2 separate regions of the Anser cygnoides genome follow, and region 1 is linked to region 2. The links are chromatin contacts, called in public Hi-C maps. All regions are on one chromosome and are shown on one strand. The core of a region is the stretch at or near the end of the contact, and the rest is flanking DNA. Distances in the headings are between cores, read along the strand shown.

The links. A called contact is a pair of places that touch in the nucleus more often than the background predicts.
Region 1: a Hi-C map of liver shows a contact between it and region 2, with 4 times the contacts expected there. The contact joins the enhancer-like site here to the promoter of TRMU in region 2. A contact is called at or near these places in 2 of 7 Hi-C or Micro-C datasets (both in liver).

What each region holds. Positions count from the first base shown.
Region 1 is chr1:16,765,713-16,772,503 of Taihu_goose_T2T_genome, forward strand. The region is part of intron 5 of CELSR1 (cadherin EGF LAG seven-pass G-type receptor 1); the gene reads right to left. Among named protein-coding and RNA genes, the nearest start is that of TRMU, 81 kb to the left of the region's middle. Within about 2 kb of position 3,214, at least 2 of the 3 cell types and tissues checked have open chromatin away from gene starts, as enhancers often do. A contact at or near this core is called in liver, where this site is marked.
Region 2 is chr1:16,684,430-16,690,533 of Taihu_goose_T2T_genome, forward strand. TRMU (tRNA mitochondrial 2-thiouridylase) reads left to right here and starts at 3,874. Exons shown (of 12, transcript XM_048068494.2): 1 at 3,874-4,027; 2 at 4,392-4,486. The coding sequence starts at 4,437. It overlaps GTSE1 (G2 and S-phase expressed 1), which reads left to right. Exons shown (of 12, transcript XM_048068485.2): 11 at 651-791; 12 at 1,761-2,165. The coding sequence ends at 1,844.

The DNA of each region.
Region 1 (6,791 bases), core at 1,964-4,463, 81 kb after region 2:
GAAATATGTTCAAGGAATTAAAAGCCAGACTTTCACCTGGGTACTTAGCAGTCCTTTCTGCCTGTCAGACTCATCTCCTGAAGCACCATGCTACCGAAAAGGCAAGTTTCATTAGCTGTGCCAGTTCTGCACTCATGAGTAAATGTTCAGTGTGGTGTACAGGAATTTACCAGCATGATCCCCATTAATGGCAATGCAAGTCATGTAACTAAGTTGCTGCTCATGGAGCTGAAAATTTACCTTGTGCTGCCTAGCCCTAAAGACTGCCTTTTAATTTAGCACTTGTCCAGAAAGAGGTTGGGATTCAAACTTCAAAGACCACATGCTGTAAAAGCGAGTAGCAAGCAGAGGAACCAAACAGTGCCAGAGAGAGAACTGGGTCTCACTTAAACAAACTATGAAAGAAATGTACTCCTCCTGGACTGGGGGGAAAAAAAAAAAGGCAACCCTGAGTGTTGCAGAATTTTATCACCATCATGTATGTAATGATTCTTCAAACATTCAGTGTATAGAATCATAGAATCAGAGAATATCCTTGTGGGAAGGGACACAGAGTCCAACTCCTGGGCCCGCATGTGTCCGAGAGCGTTGTCCAAATGTTTCTCGAACTCCAGTAGCTTGGTGCTGTGCCCACTGCCCTGGAGAGCCTGTCCCAGTGCCCGACCACCCTCTGGGTGCAGAACCTTTCCCTAACACCCAGCCTGACCCTCCCCTGTCCCAGCCCCATGCCGTTCCCTCGGGTCCTGTCGCTGTCCCCAGAGAGCAGAGCTCAGCGCCTGCCCCTCCGCTCCCCTCGTGAGGGAGCTGCAGGCCGCCATGAGGCCTCCCCTCAGCCTGCTCTGCTCTGGGCTGAACAAACCCAGGGACCTCAGCCATCCTCATACGTCTTCACCTCTAGGCCCGCCTGTATGCACAGCCACGGCATCCCATATTAAAATCTGCTGCATTGACATCTATGCTTGCTTCTCAACTACATACAGAGTCTTTTGTCAAAGTGAAAGAAGCATGGCCCTGACACATGAAGGAAGCCCCTACATTTCTCTTTTTCTTTAAAACAAGATGAACCATATTTATGTTTCTCAAATTATGGCAATAAGTACGTAAAATTGTAAACAACGACATGAAACTTAACTTTCTCTCTCCAAGCTTTCAGGAAGGAGATTAGCAGTTCTGATCTATGGGTGGGTAATCTCAAATTTCAGATCTATGCATGGCATTCTCCCAGGCCCAAAGTCACAGGAATGACAGCGTCCCGGGATGTCTTGAAAACTGCAGCACCCTTCCCAACCAGAGCAGAGTTAACCGTGAGATGTCCCACACGTCTTCTGGCCTCAGTGGGGACCCGGAGGGACAACCTTCTCAAGCTGCGAAGGTGATGCAAGTCCCTTGGCTGCTGACATGGCCACCTGGGGGATTTCCTGTGCTTGCAGTCGGTGGCGGAGCGAGAGAACGCCACCCCAAAGATATGTCACTAGAGATGCCAAATCTGATTTTAGTGAAACCCAAGGACGGAACAATGAACTGTTTTGACTTTCCCCCACAATTTCAACAGAAAGAAACACACGTAGGTTCTCACAGGTGCGTGTAAAATGCTGGGAAGCTTCATCTGTGAACTTGCTTCATATAAATGGAGACCGGAGAGAGGAGAGAAGGTCATCAAAACACATCTGTTTATAGTTTGCGTATCTACTGCACAAACCTACTCCCATTCCACTTAAAATATCACAGAGATATTCTGATCCACTTAAAATATCACAGAGATATTCTGATGCATCTCAGTTTCATTTGGATCTTCTGTTATTTTAAAGTAAATATTTAAACTGCTGGAGCCCACAGAGTTACTTATTAAGGATACAGATGATCTAATAATGCACAGTGAATGGAAAAGACATACAGAATAATGGATAATGGAAGCCTTGTCTTATATACTTAACAATTATATTTTTATATTATAAATAATACTTTTTTTCAAAAGCCATGATGCAAAATGTTGGAGAGGTTTAAGCAAACAGTCCAATCTTTGGTCGATTTATTTATAATTAAGCCAGACTATATACTGTAGATGTAAAAATATTGCAAAGTGCAAATGTTTGTTTAGTTAGTCAGCTGCAGCAATGAGGATTAGGTGTCTGGATCTCACCCTGTATTAGTTAATCTGCAAGATACTAGGGCTTTCCTGAGGGTCTCACAAATCTCTAATCCACCAGGAACATCTTCTTCCAAATTCCTAGTTCCAGTCTCACATAAGAAAATTACCATTTGAATTTTTGCAAGGATGGGAAGAGGGATACTAGAGCATTTTTGTCACCTACAGGAGAGTGTTCCAACTTCACAGATATTTCCTGTACTCAGACTCAAAGCTGTGCTCTCCGGTCTGAGCCTCAGCCACGATTACTTCCGTCTGCTTCAGCCACCCCATTGAGACTATTGAAGGAGCTGACAGCAGAGGAGAGGACTCAGTAGCAATCTGTAAATGTGGCCAAGAATTTGAGAAAACAATAGGAACTCTCGAAAGTGAGACCCCACTGATCTAGCAATGCTTGGCATCAGGAGAGCTGTTTTTCTCAGAGGACAGATATGTCCCCGTGCTGTAAGTACTGCCCTTCCTTAGCTCACTGTACACATAAAAAAAAATCTGTTTTAGAAAGCTGGTCTTTTATCCAAATCCTTTGTGTGCCATGGCTTAATATGCAGAGCTTGCCTTGTTTGTCTTTAAATAAGTCCGAATCTGTAAAAAGAAAAGCCATCCTGAAGTCAGTGCCAGCCTTTCAGTGTTTCCAAGAGTTTGCTTACTGGACAAAAGTTACCCTACTGTTTTTGTTAATCAGTAGCTAATGATTTATTGACTGTTAGGAGTGGTTAAAGGTTAAAAAGAATCTGTTTCCTAGCTATTTTTAATACAAAACAACACTCCTCTGCATTGCTAACGTGCTGGTTCAGCCCCCAAAACCCAGTGGTGCTCAGTGCAGAGCACCTCACGCTCACACCCTCTGGGGCTTTTTTCGTCCCAGAGCCTCCAGCTACAGCGACAATGGGGGAAAATGGAGCCAGTGGCAGGAGGGATGCCGCTGTCAGGGTCTGTCCCCCCTCGCTGGCTCCCCGGAGCTCATTAGGCAGCCCGCCAGCCCCCCGGCTCCTTCATTAACCCTCCGGCCCCTGCTCCGCTATCCAGCGCCTGGAAGGGAGCGAGCCTCTCTGATTCCCAGGCGATGCCGTGCTGCTTCAGTGGTCAAAAAGCTCATTAACCGCCTGCCGCCATGGCCTGCCTGGGCCAGCGGCCCGAGTCCAGCCCCCACGAGGAAGATAAATAAATAAACAAGCAGGAAAAAAACAAACGCATCGGGCAGCAGCAGGCAATGCAGGGAGGAGAGGCTAGGAAATGCCACAGAAGCTTAGTGCCGGGATGTGAACTTTTCTGATCAGTCGGGAAACTCCAAATTAGGCTAGATTAAGAGACACCATTAATGTTAATCTCTGCTTTTTTTCAAGTTTCCCCCTAGAGATTTCCAAAGCAACTTTAAAATTAGCTGGTGTGAAGAACAGAAAATCTCTTACACACATCCACTGGATCCCTCCTGATTAGTCACCAGGGAAAAGCAGGCCGCATCATTTCACATAAAACCCTTCTTCCTTTGATGTATGTATCCCCTTTACTCCCTGAATATTTTAATGGCATTTCTTTATACAAACTTGGCTCGAGTCTGTAGAGAAACATGAGAGCCTGTGACAGTGAAAAGGAAAACCCCAAAGCTTCCCATCAGTGAGTCAAAAATGCAAATCCTGAAAAGCCACCAGACCAGTTCCTTTTCCTAGACAAACTCCCTGCAACACCGGTAGCCCGGATCCAGGCTGGGCAACGAAGCTGAGCAAGTTTTGCTAGACTGATTTGTTATCTCCTGCCTGGCTGCATCCAGAAGCTAAGCTAAGTGAGTGGTGGTGCCCAACAAGCTGCTGCTCTCCTGGTGGTACAGCAGGGATGGGGAGCAGCCTTCCCATCCCACCAGGCATGTCCCACCACGTGGCAATGGCAAGGTGTTCTGACAAAGCTGTGAAAAGCCACAGGTACATGCACACAGCATCCAGCAGTGCACCTTTACTCCACGGTGTAACCAGCATCTTCACGAAGAGCATACAGCTCCTGCCAAGGGCAGGCTCTTGGATTTGACTCATTTTGGCCATGTTAGCTGCAGTGCTGATGGGAAGAAGGAGACTTCCCAGTCTGAAATGGAAATTTTATTCTCCTATTTGTATTACTAGATGCTCCTCAGCTCTTTGATGCTGAAGCAGCGAGGCAGCAAGAAGGACCTGTTTTGGCTGCCAAGAGACCTTGCCTACCCCTCCGAGAACATCCAGCTTGCCATGTGGAAGACACCAACTGCCGTGTTGCCCTGCTGCAGGCCCCCTTGTCTGCCCTCCATGGCCCTTTCCTCCTCCCTGGACTGCCCCTTTCCTCTGCCCCCTCCTGCTCTTTGAACCCTTTTTCTGCTTTTTCCTTCCTCCCTCGCTTCCACATGTCTCCTGCAGCCTTGCTCTCCTTCACGTGCTCTCCTCTCCCACTTCAGCAAACCCTTCTTCATTCCCCACTTGTCCCTATGCCAGAACACTACTCCCAAACATTTTTGGCTTTATATAGATACAGCATTTTTTATACCTTAATTTTGCAACCAGGATGCAAACGTTATTGCTCTCAGAGTGCAGGGAACACCTAGAAATAGCACGACATGCCAGCCAACTCCTTCCCCTTAGCCTTGTCCCTGGGGACACCTTGCCAAGCGTGCTGCAGCTCCGTGTGGGTGACGGGGACACAGCTGGGTCCATCCCAGGGGTCCCACACTGCTGCGTGGGCTGCCCCCAGCTCTTCTTGGTGAGGGTCTCCCAGACCCCAGAGTGGCCGGGTAATTGCAAAGCCCTGCTTCCCCTCACTCCACAGACAGACGCAAAATGCCTGAAAAGTTCACCGTGAATCAGCGAGTTACTGTAGATTTAGTGTGTGATTAAACGGAGATAGCAGTGCACTTCAAAGCCCTTGCACCAAATTCCTGAGGTGCCATTTCAATGACTCTGCTAGAAACAGCGTGCCATGCTAAATCGGTGTTTCACCCCCTCCAAAACAGAAGAGAGGGTGAAAACGCTCCTTTGCAACAATAAAAGGCGCAGGGGCATTTTCTGAAAGAACAGCATACTTGCTCTGAAACAGAAGAGCACAAAACGGTGTTTGGGGATGGGAAATGGTTGTAAGTGCAGGTGCAACTCTAATGGCAGGAGCGCAAACCTGTCAAACCTGAAGGAAATCATGCAGTGCCACAGCATCAGCGAAACCAGAACCAACTGCCCCCACCGCTGAATGTCCCTTGGTACCCCTGCCACACGTCCCCTGTCCCTGAAGCTGGCTTTGCAGAAGAGCTCAGCTGGCCGGCCTGCACAGCAAGCTTTCCAGCAGTCCTCAAGGCGTGATGATTAAAGACCCCTCAGCCTGTGCCACCCTCCCACCTCTCCAGCTTTCAGAGGAGCTGAAAATCACCATTCGGGGAGGAGCCCCTAAACCTCTGAGGAGTTGCGTGGTGTGGAGGTGGCAGGCAGCTCGAGCTAACCAGGCTCACGGAGGGCTGCCTGGTACCAGCTCCCCCGGGACCAGAAAGCCCAAAGCCCTGGGTGAAGCCACGCAGCCGAGGCCCAGCCAGGGGGAGAAGAGGACCCAGGCCTTGAGCTCTGCTTGGTTTTGCCTTGGAGGCCCGGTCCGTAACGCCACGCTCTGCGTGAAGACCCTGGGGAGCGCTCCTGAAAAAGTTAATTTTATGTGCAGATACGAAATTTCTGCCAAAACAGGTAACTTCATCTGTCAGTTGCAAATTCAGCAGGAATAACGCTTCAAAAAGCACGCAGGGGAGAGAAAGACAGGAAAGCTTTTGGTACTGGCCTGGCGCGCTGCTTGCCTAACAGCGCAGGAGATTTCTCGGAGCTGTTACAGATAGCTGAGCGATTCGGGGCTCGGGAGCAGGACACACTTTGCATTTCAATGACCTCCAAATGACTTTCACTGCTTTACACTTTCATTTCCTGAGACACAGCTTTAGAGGCGAGTTATTTGTTATTTTGTGTCAAGACAATGGAATGTCGCTCTGCAGCCAAGCCCCGGTTTCCTTTCTCAGGTATTAATCACTTTTCACTTACACTTTACCAGAAAAAAAAATGAAAAATCAACAAAAACAATTACTACTAATTGAAACCTGCACGAATAAATATCCTGTTCTGCAAGGGCAGATCGGATACCCCCCGTTATACCCACCAAAACCTGCAAGGGCTCTGCAGCCATGTCAGAGCAGGGCCAAGAAAAAGTAAATATCAGCCAGGCGGCCCTGTGGTGATTTCCAGGAGGCGTAAGGTGTGTAGGGAAGGTTGCCACCAGCCAGCCCAAGTCCTGCTGAGGGAGCGTTAGGTGCACGCGGAGGAACATAAGGCCAGCACAACCCTACAGCAACGTTTCTCCTGCCTTCCCGGCTCTTGCCTTTCCCACCTGCAGCACTGCAGGTGGAGCTCTGGATGGGTTTTCACAGAATCCTGCCGCGTTTTATGGATGAAAGGGACTAATTTTATTAGCTTCTCATGCTTTTGGCTTCTACAACCACAGAACCGGTGAGTCCTGCCTCAACAACATGGCTTCACCTGAGCTAAAATATTCCCTAAGAAAGGGAAATGCTGACTCTATTTAATGACTTCAAAGGCTGGTAAAACCACCAGAACTTAGGGCAGATAACCCTGCAGATTATACACCTTCACCGTTAACAACATTG
Region 2 (6,104 bases), core at 2,624-5,123:
TTCTTCCCGCTCTCAGTAAAATTAATCTACTGGCTTCATGTTGAAAGCTGGCACTCCTGAAAAGTTTTTTCCTTAATACCTGTGAAGTACCAGTTCAGCGCTATTAACCTGTCAAAGTGTGGCTGTAGACTTCCAAGTATTCAGCGTAGGATAAAAGCTGTAGATGAATTACATGTTATTGTGTCAGTTTCTTACTGCATTAGCTGACCTACTGACAGACTTGAAGTATGTTACAGAATTACTTAGTACGTGTATAGAGAAGCTAAGCCAGACAAAATGTAACTAAAGTCTGGAGCTCTGCAGATTTTGTTTAAATATTTTAATTGGCTAAGTAACATTGCATAATTGTAGTCAAGTCTTTTAAATATTTATTACTCTTATGTTTTAAATTTGACTTAATTTACAAGCAAAAAAAAAATGTTCTGTGTTCCAGAGTTCTTTTGCTTTGTCTTAATGTAATTTCCCTATTTGTGATGCTAGCCATTGGCAGAACAAAAGCTGAGTTTTTATACTGTGCACAAACAATCCTGCAAGAAAAACACCCAAACTAAACTAAATCTGTCCTGTGATTATTACAGCTGTATAAGTAAAATTGGCTTATTGGCACGGAAGATGGAAGAAAACTTTCAACTATCTTTTTTTTTTTTCAGATGTTACTGGTAGATATTGAAGTAGATAAATCTCTCCCAGAAGCTTTGGAATGTGAAGGTAGACCTCTGATTGATCTTTCCAATACACCTGAATTGAATAAGATTATTCCCCTAAAGCCTACGTTCTCAGAGCAGGTAAAGGTAAGTTGTATACAGGTCTTCTGGAGAAGATAAACTGGTGCAGATATGCTAGCAGGAAAATGTCAGGTGGCTGCATATGCTTGTCTGCAGAGCAGCTCTACAGTAGTGTAGGAATTAATACTAGCTCAATATGTTCAGTATGATACTGCATGTTAATCTGCTCTTAAGTAAAGAACATAATGTTTAAAATCAATGTGCACTAAACTAGAGTCAAGTGAACAGTTTGCAAATAAGAAAAGGAGGAGGCTGGAGAAGAACCTAATGCTTAAAGAATTTGTTAAAGAATGAAACTTCCTGAAGTCGGAAGTGAATTCTGTCTTCAGTAGAATAGGCATGGTGACTACAAGTCTGTCTCTCCTGTTTAACCCCTCTCGTAAACCCCTCCTCATCTGAAAGGTGAGTTGGAACACAGGCTAAATTTGACAAGAATTTCTGGGCAATTGTTTTTTGTACACAAGTGGCTTGAAGGTGCATTCCTTCAGATGCTTTCAGATGAATGGTGGTAACTATGAGGATGCAGCCTCTGACATTAGATGTAGTTGGGATCAATTTAATATCAGGCACTTCAAAACTTCGAAGTATCTCAAAAGGGGATCACAGAAGTCTGACTTCATCTGACTTTTGGGGGTATGTTTAGAGGAGTTCAGAAATGCTCTGTCCTGCCTGGATGATAGCATCACTTGAATATGCATAGTATTGAAAGCTAAAAGCCTTTTAGGTTTTTAAAGGTAAGTATGGGGAATATCTACCTTGTAAGAAGCTTTGAGAAGCTTGTGCTTGTCTAAGAATGAGCTAGATCTTTTTTTTTAAAAAAACAAACTAATCTGAACCTAAATGCTTGAGTGTGGTGCTTGTATCTGTACTTTGGATACTAACAGGAATCCTAAACAAAAATTTAGTACTGTTAATCTCTATTAAGTCTTCTAATAATGTACAAAGAGCTAAACTTCATCATGTATTTTCTTTCAGTTAATTGATTTGAGTTCTCCTCTTATCACTCTGAGTCCTGATGTAAACAAAGAAAATCTGGATTCCCCTCTGCTGAAGTTCTGAACTTGGGCTGAAGTGAAGAATTCTTGGTATCTGTGATCTTTAAAGTGTTAGGTGCTACTCTTCACTCACATAGCTTTATGAAGATGAATGGTGAAATGCTGTAGCAATAGAATTGTAAGAGTCCTTATACAGTAAAACTCAGTCCGACGAAGAGTTTTCCTCATGGATATACCACAACGGCGTATTTAAAGTTTAAGTCAAAGGGATAGTCTCTGTATTGGAAGCCTGCATTTTTTTATTTCTTACTGGTTGTCCTTTGTGTCTTTATTTCCTATGTGCAATGAAGATTTAACTTAAAAATAAACGGGTTTAACTAACAAACTGTTGTACAAACTAGGAATCTCTTACTACAGGATTTGGTCAGTCTATTTTAATGTTTCACTAAAATCTTACAATGCAGGTAAAACTAGTGGATTTCAGTTTTTAATACAAAAGTGTTGCAAGTCAGGAAATAAATTCTTTACTGTTGAATTAGTGGAATATACTAACATTAACAGCTGGATGATTGTATGATTCAATGAAGAAAGTAACAGCATGTTATTGCCAGATGGCTTGGTCTTGACATTTGAAGGCTTAAATTTCTCCCTTTCAAATAGCAGAAAAATTAGAGTTTGCAACACTTTCATGATATGTGGAGACTTTTAAATACAGAGAGGTGAGTGGAAATGAAAATGCACACAATAGTAGCACATAACTGTTAAAGTCAGATATCTGTTTTGGAGACCAGAAGCTTCTGCTGTGCATGTATTAGCTTAGTATATCAACGTATAAAAGTTAATCAGCTTCTGGAAATATTCTATCCATTGGTAACTTTGAGACCAACTGTCTAAATAGGGAAAAAGTGTTCAGATGAGTTTGTTAAATACTGATGTTGAACAAGGCTGCTTTAGGTGGAGGTACTTTACTTTTTACCATGGCTGCCTTTTCTGTGGTTACTGCAGCATCAGACTTGTGAACCAAGACTTCTGGCAAGGTTGTGAAGACTTCTGAGTCAGAGGGAGCAACCATGCCACCCCGTCCTACTAAGTATGACCCACTGTGACGTAGAATTTCTATACTTTTTCTTGTTCCTGCTTTCCCTCTGCAAAAAGTGAGATGGATAACCAAGGCATTTACTAAAATTTCACTTAGGAGTCTGCTGCTCAGTTAAAGCAATACTCAAACCATGTCTTCATGTAGCCTTTAAGCAGGGTGCAGAAGCTAGTTCTTTGTACAGTTTCAAATGAAAACAAAGGGGGACACTTTAAAAACAACCAAAAACAACCAAAAAGGAAACACCACACCCACTCTTTCTCCCAGTATTGGTGTATTTGTGATTTCATTTTAAAATTAGGTTATGCCCTATTTCAGAAACTGAGAGAGAATCAACTGTTATGTGTCAGTTAAGAACAGTTTTGGGGGATGACCATAACAACTCTTTTATTGGCAATTTTCAGTGGGCTGTGTCAGCTACCCTGCGAACCATATCCCTGCATGGTCCTAAAGCAGGCATCAGGCCAGCTGAATAGTTGTGGGATTCACCGAGAGCTGACGGCATGTAGATGCATCCCACTCTGCCACTTTTCCCCTTCAAGGAGCAGGTCACTTGCCCAAACTTCACGGCAGTAAGTCCACAATGGGTGGGGGCTGCCCCGACCTCCAGACCTGCATCGTGCAGCATGTGGCACAGCTGCTGCCTCATTTAATGGTAGCGAACATGAAGCAATCGATCCTAGACATTAAGATTTTCACTGGGTCAAACTGTGGCTTGGTTTATCCGGTACAACTCGAGTCCTCTGCCGATGAGCAGCTGGCAGAGGTGGTTCCCACTGACTGCGCGGGGGGGGGGGGTCAAGGGCAGCAAATTCGGGCCACCTTCTCTAACTTTTACACTTTAATTGCCTTAATAACGCCTCCTCCACCCACCTCCCGTCCCACCTGCCCTCAGACAACCCCCTGTGCCGAGAAAAGCTGCCCCTGCTCGCCAGAAACCGCCCAGCCCCGCTCGCTCCCCTCACGCTAAGCCCGGCCCCCGGGGCCATGGCGGCGGAAGGGGCGGGCGGCGGGGAGGAAGGGGCGGTGGGGCCGAGCCGGGCCGATCCTGGCCGGGGCGATGCTGCGGGGGGCGGGGGCCCGCCATGTCGCCTGCGCCGTGTCCGGCGGGGTGGACAGCGCCGTGGCAGCGCTGCTGCTGAGGCGCCGAGGTGGGCGAGGGCGGCCGGGCCCCCGTCGGGTCTCGGCCGGGTCCCCCCGGGGCTGAGGGAGAGGGGAAGGCAAGGCTCGGGGCGCCGGAGGGAGCCGGTGGTGCAGGGGGAAGCCGGAGCAACTCGGCATTGTGTGCTGTTGCCGTGGGGATTTCATAAACACCTTATCTGGGTGTCAGCTATTGCTCTGCCCTTAGCGAAAATATTACGTGATAGCTTTACTGTGAAACTCCTAGCAGGGTGCGTGCATAATACAGAGTTTCTCGCATCTTCTGAAGGACGCGGTTGCCTTGAAAAACACAGTCCTAAGGCCCACCCTATAAGATTTTCAGTTTATCAGTCATTCCTTGCCTTCCCTTGGTAGGCTACCAAGTGACGGGCGTCTTCATGAAAAACTGGGACCCTCTGGATGAGCAAGGAGCTTGCTCCGTCGACCGAGATTGCGAAGATGCTTACCGGGTTTGTCAGAAGCTCGATATCCCTTTTCACCAGGTTTCCTACGTGAAGGAATACTGGAATGAAGTATTCAGGTAGAAACCTACTCAAAACAGGTGGTCTTTCAGAAAGAGATTAACATAGTGCCGTGTTCCTGTGAAAAGTGAGGATGGTAAAGGCAGTTTATTGCAGTATTATTGGTGCTAAAAGGAAGTAGTGACGCTCCTTAAACGCAGAATTGTTTTCTCTCTCATTCACATTTAACATCACAATTTAACTGTTGGTTTTAATACACTCGTTAATTTTGAAATTAATAGGTTTATCTACAGTTATTATGAATGCATGTTAATGCCATTATTGCAGCTCATTTCTTTTTCCTACATACTGGCCCAACATTATCGTAGCTTGAGGAAAAATTATGTCATGGGATGCTATTACCCTTGTTTATTTGTGTAATTTATGCAGTGCATTGTACGTTATATTAGTATATGCTGAATCCAGTTTATCACAGAGCAATCATGACTTAGCCTTCTTAAAATTTCTGACAAATTTGATGTTGTTCTCTGAAGTGGATGTTCAGATTTGCTCTTCCTATGACTTTGTTCCACTGTAATGGAAGAAAGTTATGCATGGAGAAAGCTGAAAGGTTTTCTTGGAAGGGAGAAGAAGGGAGGTATTGGTGTAACAACCAAATTTCTCTCCTACTTATTCAACATTAGTTCATTTTCCTCCTCCTTTAAGTAGTGCTCTTGTTACCTTGTCTTAGAAGAAACTGAGGAATAACTTAGTTGTGCTATCTCTGTGCCACATGGCAGTGGCATCAAGTTAAACACAAAACTCTTGCACATTCAGTGAAGAAAATGGTCCTGTTCTGGGAAGGTTCACTCCATTTTCATTTTTGGTGTGAGAGAATGAATGAATGGTATCAAAACTCTTGCGGGGTGGGGGATGGCTGTAAATGATGAATCAAAGATCACAGAAGATCAGCTTTCCTTTTGCTTCTCATCATTTATTAGTACAGCATTCCCAAGCAAAGTGTTGTAAGTATCTTGGTTTGTTCCAGAAGCCTTTTTTTCCTTACTGTCATCGCTGAGCTTGAATTTATTCCCTGAAGTCTCTCTTTAAAGGATTATTCATCAAAAACCACCTTTTATCAAGAGAACTATCTCAGGTCTTGTCTTTCCCATGGTCTGTACAGAGTCTGTTTCATGTCTTTGCATCAGAGAGATTCAGTAGTTCGTTTAAATACAGGTAAAGATTCTTTTCCAGGCTCTGCCCTCTGTCCCTTTTGACTTGAGTGACCACTGAGGGCAAGCAAAATAAAGCAAACATTGGGCCTTCTGCTGTCTCTGTGCATCGCTGTATGCTAATTTAATTTTATTAGTAGTTATTTAAATGTTTTCAAGCGAATAATGCTAAGCATTTTAGTTGCATGAAAGTGTAAAAACTACAATTTGACCATGAGAAACTATACTTATTTTTTGAGTGGGGAAAAAAAAAAAAGGCAGGAAAAAATGTCTATAAAGTTAAGGCAAGGTCCCATGACTGCTTATGGTATGCTCTCACAGATTAAGCTAGTGTCCTTGCAGCTGGAACACACAATCTCCTGGTGGCTGCTTGAAAAGCTTTGAAAAATTGATCA